2 separate regions of the Mus musculus genome follow, and region 1 is linked to region 2. The links are chromatin contacts, called in public promoter capture Hi-C maps. All regions are on one chromosome and are shown on one strand. Each heading gives the region's core, a stretch centred on a gene start, on an enhancer-like site or on the middle of the called end of the contact. The rest is flanking DNA. Distances are from core to core; before and after follow the strand shown. Region 1 overlaps As3mt (arsenite methyltransferase). Region 2 overlaps Elovl3 (elongation of very long chain fatty acids (FEN1/Elo2, SUR4/Elo3, yeast)-like 3).

The links. Capture Hi-C pulls out chosen DNA fragments and counts their contacts.
Region 1: a contact with region 2 is called in a promoter capture Hi-C map of liver, with 3 times the contacts expected there. The contact joins two enhancer-like sites.

What each region holds. Positions count from the first base shown.
Region 1 is chr19:46,713,061-46,718,031 of GRCm38.p6, forward strand. It overlaps As3mt (arsenite methyltransferase), which reads left to right. Exons shown (of 11, transcript NM_020577.3): 7 at 2,129-2,210. Among named protein-coding and RNA genes, the nearest start is that of As3mt, 8.1 kb to the left of the region's middle. Within about 2 kb of position 1,376, at least 10 of the 459 cell types and tissues checked have an H3K27ac peak or open chromatin away from gene starts, as enhancers often do. A contact at or near this core is called in liver, where this site is marked.
Region 2 is chr19:46,133,066-46,138,397 of GRCm38.p6, forward strand. It overlaps Elovl3 (elongation of very long chain fatty acids (FEN1/Elo2, SUR4/Elo3, yeast)-like 3), which reads left to right. Exons shown (of 4, transcript NM_007703.2): 2 at 59-190; 3 at 936-1,087; 4 at 1,310-2,629. The coding sequence ends at 1,737. It overlaps Pitx3 (paired-like homeodomain transcription factor 3), which reads right to left. Exons shown (of 4, transcript NM_008852.4): 2 at 4,300-4,429; 3 at 3,918-4,120; 4 at 2,620-3,540. The coding sequence starts at 4,417. The coding sequence ends at 2,953. Among named protein-coding and RNA genes, the nearest start is that of Elovl3, 3.8 kb to the left of the region's middle. Within about 2 kb of position 3,141, at least 119 of the 459 cell types and tissues checked have an H3K27ac peak or open chromatin away from gene starts, as enhancers often do. A contact at or near this core is called in liver, where this site is marked.

The DNA.
Region 1 (4,971 bases), core at 126-2,625, 580 kb after region 2:
TGTACTAGAAAAGAAAAAAAAAAGTATTCTGGGATTAGTAGGGCTGAAGGTCTAGTTCAGTGGTGGATATGTGATTACCGTACAGAAAGCTCAATCTCTAAAACTGTAAAAGGAAATGTCTGAGATGTTTGGCTATTATATAGCTCAGATAGAAGTATCTATAATGGTCGGGATGGAGCTCAGAGGTTAAGCGCACTGGCTGATCTCCCATAGCACCCAGGTTCAAATCCCGGCACTTTCAAGGTAGCTTAGAACCATCTGTAATTCTAGCTATGGGCTCCAATAGCCTCTTCTGGATCCCAAGGGCACCAAGGCTTAGACACACATGCAGGCAAACACTTGGGCACGTAAAATAATACAATCAAATGTAAAAGTATTGGTCTGTGTAAGAATAATCAACCTCATGTCATTGTTAGAGACCAGCTTATGACCTTCACAGAGATCAACTGACAGATGCTAAGCATCACTACCGAACGTAGACGTCCATGCTTTGGAAATTAGCTAAATAATACCTTAAATTCCTGTTGACTCCTTTGTTAAGGACACGGAAAAAGTTTAATGTGTAATAATATCACTGTACATCACTGTAATTTCCCTTCCTTCCTTCCTCCCTTCCTCCCTCCCTCCCTCCCTCCCTCCCTCCCTCCCTTCCTTCCTTCCTTCCTTCCTTCCTTCCTTCTGTTCATCTTTTCTTTTTTTCTTCCCCGCCCCCCCCCCCCCCCGCCCCAATAGGGTTTCTTTCTGTAGCCCTGGCTGTCCTGGAACTCACTTTGTAAACCAGGCTGGCCTCAAACTCACAGAGATCTGCCTGCCTCTGCCTCCTGGGATTAAAGGAGGTGCTACTACGGCGTAGCTTTATTACTATAATTTTCAAGGGATAAGACTATTAATTCTATGGGTGTCTGCTGTTAGTTGTCTGGACACCTAGGACTGTGTTCCTCTTGGATTAGCTAAAAATGTAGACAACTTGGGCAGTGTATTTAGGAGAGATGCTCACTTTTTCCCCTCCTGTGTTCTTGCTTATTTAAAACCTTTAAAATAAGATTTTCTTATTTTGTTTAATATGAATGTTTTGTATAAACGTTTTGTCTCTATGCACACATGTGTACCATATGGGTGTCTGGTGCCCACAGAGATCAGAACTGGACTCACAGGGTGTAGATGTTGGAGACTGAACTTGGTTCCTCTACGTCAGTGGATCTCACCGTGTGGGTCTCAGCCCCTCAGATATCCTGTTTATATTACAATTCATAACAGTAGCAAAATCACAGTTATGAAGTAGCAATGAAAGACTTTTGTGGTTGGGAGTCACAGCGTGAGGAACTGTTTAAAGGGTTGTAGCATTAACAAGGGTGGGGACCTTTGCTCTACATTCTTACAACATCTACGAGAACGGCAACTGCTCGTAATCTCTGAGCCATCTCATCTCTCCAGCCCAGTTTTTGCTTCTGAGTTTCATCGTGGCATGTGTATGGTGGTGGTGGTGGTGGTGTGTTAGTGTGTGTGCGCACACACACACACAGGCAAGCATACATGGAGACCTGTGTAGCCCTCAACTTTATTTATTTATTTTTTTTTTTTGAGATATGGTTCCTCACTGAACCTAGAACTCACCAAATTGGGTAGGAGTGCTGGCTGATCAGCCCCAGGGACTTACCTGCCAGTCCCGTCAGAGCTGGGCCTATGAAAGTAAACCATGCCTGGCTTTTGTGGATGCTGAAAACTGGAACTCAGCAGTTACTCATGTAGCCAGCACTTGACCCAGCTACCCACCCTCCTCCAGCCTCATTGCTGCCTTCCCATCGACGTAGACTGCACTTAGAGGCTATTGACCTCTCTTCATCCTCTCATGCCTCTCTGCTCTCCTCCAACTCCCTTCCTTCTGAAACTTAGGAAGCCCTTGTATGTTGAACAGGACACTGGAGAAATAAATACCCCTCTCTCTGTGTTTTGTTTCTAACGAAGGAAGCGCTGTTATTTGTTCAAAGGTCAGCTTGGCCAGTGTCAGCTCAAACACTGGGATTTTAAAACCCTTCTCCTACGCTCATCCACGTTGTTGTTGTTGTTGTTGTTATCTAGGACCAATATAATCTTTAACCTTGCTCAGATGTGCACTGCTCTCTTTCAGCACGGCGGGGAGCTCTATTTCAGTGACGTCTATGCCAGCCTTGAAGTGCCAGAAGACATCAAGTCGCACAAAGTTTTATGGGGTATGTGTTCTTGTTTTATTCCTGTCAGTTATTGTTGGCCAGTGTAGAGCTCCATCCTGCAAGTAAGGTGGGATGGAACACTGGACAGGAGAGCAAGTGATGTGAGGCCAGAAGGTTCTGTTCTTTTTCTGCCACTCAAGAGCAGTATGTGGGCTGGTGAGATGGCCCAGTGAGTAAAGGCATTTGTGGTCATTTAGGGCTTTACTGCTGTGAGCAGACACCATACCAAGGCAAGTCTTATAAAGGACAAAACCTAATTGGGGCTGGCTTACAGGTTCAGAGGTTCAGTCCATTATCATCAAGGCAGGAGCATGGCAGCATCCAGGCAGGCATGGCATAGGAGGAGCTGAGAGTTCTACATCTTCATCTGAAGCCTGCAAGTGGAAGACTGGCTTCCAGGCAGCTAGGGTGAGGGTCTTAAAGCCCATGCCCACAGTGACACACCTACTCCAACAAGGCCACACCTCCAAATAGTGCCACTCCCTGGGCCAAGCTTTATACAGACCATCACATGGTCCCAGGCTGGTAACCGAGTTTGATCTCCAGAACTCATGTAAAGGTGGGAGGAGAGGACAGATTCCATAGAACTGTTCTCTGACGTGCACTGTGGCACACGTGTCCACCTGTGTATACACACACACACACACACACACACACACTAAACTTTTTAAACAGTGATATGTATGATCTTAGGCAATTTAATTTATGTTATTGTTTTTTAAGCTATACAATGAAAATAATAGCACAGACTACCTTTAAAACTATTTTGAAGAATAAATGAGATAGAGTATCCCTTTATTGTCAATTAGGAGTTTCTAGAGGTTGAAGAGATGAATGCATGCTTGTGATTAGTCTGACTGTAAAATAAAACTTGACATTTAAGCTGTGAGTGGTGGTACATGCCTGTGATCTCGGCTCTCTGGGCATGGAAACAACAGGATCAGTGCTCATTTAAGGCTTGTGTGGGCTACACAATGATACATAGTCTCAACCCCCCCAAATATTATTATTATTAATAATTATTTTTTTTGTTTTTTTAAGACAGGGTTTCTCTGTGTAGCCCTGGCTGTCCTGGAACTCACTCTGTAGACCAGGCTGGCCTCAAAGTCAGAAATCTGCCTGCTTCTGCCTCCCAAGTGCTGGAATTAAAGGGGTGCACCAGCACTGCCTGGCCCAAAGCTTATTTTTAAAATAAGTTGTGTTAACCTTTTTATTATACAATAATAGAAATGGGTAGTGTTAAAAGCAGGAAAATAGGCCAAGTATGGTGACACATGCCTTTATTCCAGCATTTGGGAGGCAGAGGCAGGCAGAACTCTGTGAGTTCAAGGCTAGCTTGGTCTATGAAGCAAGTTGCCAGACTGCCTGGGCTATACAGGGAAACCTTGTCTCAAAACAACAACAAAACAAAACATCAGGAAAATAGGGCCCACGGGATGGCTCAGCAGGTAATTCATTTGCCTCACATGCCTGATGAGCTGAGTTCAACCCCCTCCCCTCCCACCTGAAACAGTAGCTTTGATTCACCAAATGTAGTTGCCATGTTGGAGGTTTACTGCAGAACAAGCTCTGATTCTTATTCAACTCCAGCTGATTGGTTCAGCTCAACTGTTCTGGCTCAAAACTCCTCTCCAAGCTGACTGATTCAGTCTGGCTTCTCTTGGCTTCTCACTGAATTGCTGTGCTTGGCCTCAAACGAACTCTGGCAATTTGTTCTAATCTTCTGGCTCCTTCTTCTTCTTCTTTTTTTAAAATGTTCTTTTTTTCCCAACTTTAATTTATTTATTTTTATTAGATATTTTCTTTATATACATTTCAAATGCTATCCTGAAAGTTCCCTATACCCTCCCTCCGCCCTGCTCCCCTACCCACCCACTCCCCCTTCTTGGCCCTGGCATTCCCCTGTACTGGGGCATATAAAGTTTGCAATACCAAGGGGCCTCTCTTTCCAGTGATGACTGACTAGGCCATCTTCTGCTACATATGCAACTAGAGATACGAGCTCTGGGGTTACTGGTTAGTTCATATTGTTGTTCCACTTATAGGGTTGCAGACCCCTTCAGCTCCTTGGGTACTTTCTCTAGCTTCTCCATTGGGGGCCCTGTGTTCCATCTTATAGATGACTGTGAGCATCTACTTCTGTATTTGCCAGGCACTATCATAGCCTCATAAGAGACAGCTATAACAGGGTCCCTTCAGCAAAATCTTTCTGGCATATGCAATAGTGCCTGGGTTTGGTGGCTGATTATGGGATGGATCCCCGGGTGGGGTAGTCTCTGGATAGTCCATCCTTTCGTCTTAGCTCCAAACTTTGTCTCTGCAACTCCTTTCATAGGTACTCCTTTTGTTCCCTATTCTAAGGAAGAATGAAGTATCCACCCATTGGTCTTTCCTTTTCTTGATTTTCTTGTGTTTTGCAAATTGTATCTTGGGTGTTCTATGTTTCTGGGCTAATATCCTCTTATCAATGAGTGTATATCTAATGGCTTCTTTTGTGATTGGGTTACCTCACTAAGGATGATATCCTTCAGATACATCCATTTGTCCAAGAATTTCATAAATTAATTGTTTTTAATAGCTGAGTAGTACTCCATTGTGTAAATGTACCACATTTTCTGTATCCATTCTTCTGTTCAGGGACATCTGGGTTCTTTCCAGCTTCTGGCTATTATAAATAAGGCTGCTATGAACATAGTGGAGCATGTGTTCTTATTACCAGTTGGAACTTCTTCTGGGTGTATGCCCAGGAGAGGTAATGCTG
Region 2 (5,332 bases), core at 1,891-4,390:
GAGCGGGCATTCTTTTAAGCAACGCCCACTGTGAATCCATCTGTTTTCTGCCCTCCAGGGTAAGCTCATTTCTCATAGTGGTCGTCTATCTGTTGCTCATCGTTGTTGGCCAGACCTACATGAGAACGCGGAAGAGCTTCAGCTTGCAGAGGCCTCTCATCCTCTGGTCCTTCTTCCTGGCAATATTCAGGTAAGTTAGTCCTCCACCCCATGCTCTCTGCCTGTTCTTTAGTCCTTACATCTCCATTTTACCCTGAGGGTTTCTCAAATCCTCAGCCACGTCGACTTCTTTTCCATAGTACCTGGGTTTTCTCTCTTCCTTGAGCCCAAGGCTATGGTCTCTGTTCTGTTCCACCCCTCTTTAAAATGTTTACTTTAAAAGATAGTCTCTTAATCTGCACCCCAGACTGCTCTAATAGCCCACTGTGTAACCTAGGCTAGCCTCAAATACCACAACCGTCCTGCCTCAGTCCCCTGAGTTCTGGGAATACAGATGTTAGGCTCTACCCCATTCCTCTTGTGCTCGGGAAATCTATACGGCCGACAAAATTGTCTAGCCTTAAATATCTCAGTTCCCAAATTGCTCTTCCAAAGCAATCGAAGAGCATCAAGTTCCCCAGCCCCTCCTTTACCACGTCCTTCTGTCTCTTGCCACTTTTTCCTTCTGACTGGCAACCCACTTCAAGAACCCTGTGCTTAACTTTGACTTTCACCTCTCCCCCTGTATCCACTGGCTTTTTCTTAACCCATATCTCATGGAGAATACTTGTTAGATCTACCAGATTGGCCCCGGGAGCTCAAAAGCTGTAGCCACACTCCCCTCGGAAGGGTGAGGAGGTGATAGAGAGTTGGTTCCGACGTGGATGTGGTTGGGTCAGGTTCACGCCTGGCCATCCCCTAATCCCTTCATACCTTTGTGCATGGTCTCACTCCAGTATCCTGGGTACTCTGAGGATGTGGAAGTTTATGGCAACAGTGATGTTTACAGTGGGCCTCAAGCAAACCGTGTGCTTTGCCATCTACACGGATGACGCCGTAGTCAGATTCTGGTCCTTTCTCTTTCTTCTCAGCAAGGTTGTTGAACTGGGTGAGTGCAGGGGCTTTGTCTCCGGTGCCCAGTGACTTGAATCCTTCCCCAGCGCTCTTCCCTTACCCATCACATGGAGAGTCCCGGCCCTACTCCTGGGTCTTAGTGAGATATCCCCACCCCACACCCACACCGTGAGATTTCCAGATGTGTTCACACACCCCGGGGAGGGAGTGGTACCAGCACTGGGTGGCCTGACGACTATGATCCCTCACCTCTCAGGAGACACGGCCTTCATCATCCTGCGTAAGCGTCCACTCATCTTTGTCCACTGGTACCACCACAGCACAGTGCTACTGTTCACAAGCTTTGGATACAAGAACAAAGTGCCTTCGGGTGGCTGGTTCATGACCATGAACTTTGGCGTCCATTCTGTCATGTACACTTACTACACTATGAAGGCTGCCAAACTGAAGCATCCTAATCTTCTCCCCATGGTCATCACCAGCCTGCAGATTCTGCAGATGGTTCTGGGCACCATCTTTGGCATACTGAATTACATCTGGAGGCAGGAGAAAGGATGCCACACAACAACGGAACACTTCTTCTGGTCTTTTATGCTATATGGGACCTATTTCATCCTATTCGCTCACTTCTTCCACCGAGCCTACCTCAGGCCCAAGGGCAAAGTTGCATCCAAGAGCCAATGAGAGTAGGAAAGAAAGATGGAGCCTCAGCCGTTCCTCCGTGGCACTAAGGGTATGGGAGAATGATTAGGGTACCTCCCTGTATGGTTTCCCCCATGGGATATGTACCCTCAAAGTTGCAGGAAGCTATGACAACCAAGAAATGTCACCCTTGGGGATAGGGGGTGTGTGGTTTGGTACTTTGATGTTTCTGTCTTTAATGTGAAGGAAAACCAAGCCCTAGGAAGGAGATAGGACTGAGGTCCTTAAAATGGAGTTATTTATATTTATATTTAGAAATCTTTCTCTTCTTGCTCTATTTTTAAAAGAGGTCAACATGATCTTGAGGATTTGTGGACTTGGAGGGGAGGGGAGAGTGGACTGACTCTGTGGTAGGAGGAGGCTGACTCTGGGGAGTGAGTGATCTGCAGGGGGGGAGCCTGAGGGTGTGTGGAAGGACAGAGGCACACACAAACACTCAATAAGAATTCTAGGCCTGGTAGGCGCTTAATAAATGTCTTTTACAGACTAGAAGTTTATTGCTGTTAGAGACCCAAGCCTCTGAAAGGAACAGTGAGAAACAAGTCCTAAAATCATAGGCTAAACTGCAGAAGAGATCGCTGCGTGGAAGCACGGGTGACCAGACCTACCGGCTGTCCTCCCAGAGACCACCAGGTGGCGTCGCAGCACCAGCAGAGAACGATCCCTGTCAGCTAGCTGGTCACACCAAGCTTCATACTCCTTTTACTCCAGGAGACCCTGCTTCCCTATCCTGGAGGAAAGGAGTGAGACGGCAACCTTAGAAGCCTGGACGCTCACTCGGTTCCTGTACATCCAGCTGTCCTTTTGGACAATGGGAAGGATGAAGGGAAGGAGGGCTCAACCGCAAGTCTGAATCATCAGGCCTTTGACAGTCCGCGCACGTTTATTTCATTGATCTTTGAAAATGGGATAGGGGGAGTCTGGAGAAGGCGGGGTGAGCCAAGGGTGAATTGGCCCTGGGGGAGCTGGTCCCTGTTCCTGGCCTTAGTCCTAGGGGCGCGGTCTCCGCATAGGGGTCAGACCACCGCTCGGGGGCTGCGAGGGAAAAGGCCCTCTTCGAAGCCCGCGGCCTCTTCCCGGGTGCTCTGGCACCCCTTTCAGACCCTGGGACGAGGGCAAGCCAGTCTAGGCGACCCCTGTCCGGAGAGGCTGTGAATTACTGCCCCGCCCTCGGGGATGGATCCACAGACCTGCGGCTCACACCGGCCGTTCCACGGCGTACTGGCAGGGGCTAAGGTTAGCGGCCGGCGGCGGCCCGGGCACGGCGGGATAGCTGAAAGAGGCGTGCTGCTTGGCTTTGAGCCGCAGGCTAGCCAGGCTCGAGTTACACGGGTCCCGGTATACATAGGGGGAGGAGGCGGCTGCAGCGGCGGCTGCGGCGGCCGAGGCGTAAGGGCAGGACACTGCCCCGGAGGACACGGCGGCTGGAGCCAGCCCGGGGGGTGCCCCGCCCAGGCCCTGCAAGGCTCCGGGACCTGGTACGGTGCCCGGGGCAGCGGCGGCCGAGGGCACCATAGAAGCGGCGATGGAGCTGGGCGGTGAGAATACAGGCTGTGAAGCCAGAGGCCCCACGTTGACCGAGTTGAAGGCGAACGGGAAGGTCTTGGCGGCGAGCGGCGGGGCGAGAGCCTTGGGCGGCCAGTTGCCGTACGAGTAGCCCGGGTACACCTCCTCGTAGGGTGGCACCAGGCCCCCGAGCGGGGCTGCGAAGCCACCTTTGCACAGCTCCGCCTGCTGGCTGCGCTCCCGCTTCCGCCACTTGGCGCGCCGGTTCTTGAACCACACCTGCGGGTATCCGAGAAAGGCTGTCAGGAGGTGGAGTGGCTGGGGACTGGGCCACCCACAGTAGGATCGAGCCCGGGCGGGGAAGATCAGAGGTGCATGGTGGATGCAGGCTGGAAGGGAGGAGCGCACCGAGCCTGGGGGCCAGAGAAGTGAAGCCAGGGGCCGCAGGGTTTGGGGGAACAGCTCGGGATCAAAGAGAGATGAGGGGAAGGTAGAGCCTTGGTCCCAGCCGAGGAATCGAGTGATGGGGGTGGCAGGCAAGGCAGCAGGAGGGTGGGGAACTGGGCCCGACGTGGCACCGGCCCCGCAGAGTCACCAGCTACTTGGGATGGGGGGTGGGGGGCACGAGAGCGAGGTGCGCGCAGGTGGGGCCATACCCGCACGCGGGCCTCAGTGAGGTTGGTCCACACCGCGATCTCTTCGCGGGTGCTCATGTCAGGGTAGCGATTCCTCTGGAAGGTGGCCTCCAGCTCCTGCAGCTGCTGGCTGGTGAAGTGCGTGCGCTGCCGCCGCTGCTTCTTCTTCAGAGAGCCGTCCTCGGGGGAGCCCCCCGGCAGTGAGGCCGAGGCCTTCTCCGAGTCTGAGGGCCAGAATGTGGCAGGTCATAGGGCGCTAGGGCCTGTGCGGAGTCTCTGGTTCAGGGGCCTCAAGGAATTCCTCAGCCCCTGGCTGGCTCCCGCTCAGGTTATCACTCTCGCTCCCACCCCGCATCAAGGCTAAACTGTTTTCTCCTCCACCCCCAGAAGGGGGCGCGCTCACCACTGTGCTCCTGCCCCTTGCAGCCATGTTCTGGAAGCGGAGGGTGTGGAGTGCCTGCGTCCGATAACGACAGCGCAGGGCTTCGCGCCTCTGCCTCACCAAGCAGCCCAAACTCCATGGAGGGAGGTCTCTAGTAGAGGAAAGAGAAGACATATGTCAGGTTAATAGAAGTAAAGATCAGGGGCTTAGGGATACCCTGATGTGGTGCGTGCCTGTGACCCTAGTACTCAAGAGGCAGAAACAGGAAGATCTTCACTCTACAGTGTGTACCTGGTCAACCAAGAACACACGGTGAGACACACAGTCTTAAACAAACAAACAAACAAACAAACAACAACAACAGCCAACAAACTATCGATTTATCAGGCTCCTAATAGGGTTTCCTCATAACATTCTTGCCTCTTTTCCTATCCACTGACAAAAAGCTATCCCGAATGGTGCACTATAGAATAGAGTAGGGCGGGGCAGAGGAGATGGCTCAGCGGCTAAAGGCACCGGCTGCTCTTCCAGAGGATGTTTCTTCAATTCCCAGCACCTACATGACTGGCTGCTCACAACTGTCTGAATCTCCAGTTCCCGGGGATCCAAAGCCTTCTTCTGCCCCCCCCCCCGCCCCCGCCCCAGGGAGTAGGCACTCTGGTACTCTGGTGAACAAACATATATGCAGGGAAAGACACCCATACACTGGGAAAAATAAAAGAGTTGGGAAAGAAGGCCAATGAGAAAAAAGATGTACACTGAGAGGTTTTATGTAAGCACATGTACGATAGACTCATTAATTGTTGGGCTTATGCCTAGTGCCACGGCTACTCCATTTTGTTTGTTTGAGGCAGGGTCTCATGTAGCTCAGGCTAGCCTTAATTTTTGATCTTCCTTGCTGCTCCCACCTTTGAATGCTGGAATTTCAGGTCTGGGTTACCATGCCTGTCTGCCTGTCTGTCTGTCTGTCTGTCTGACTATCTATCTATCTATCTATCTATCTATCTGGTTTTTCTAGACAGGATTTCTCTATGTAGCCTTGGCTGTCCTGGAA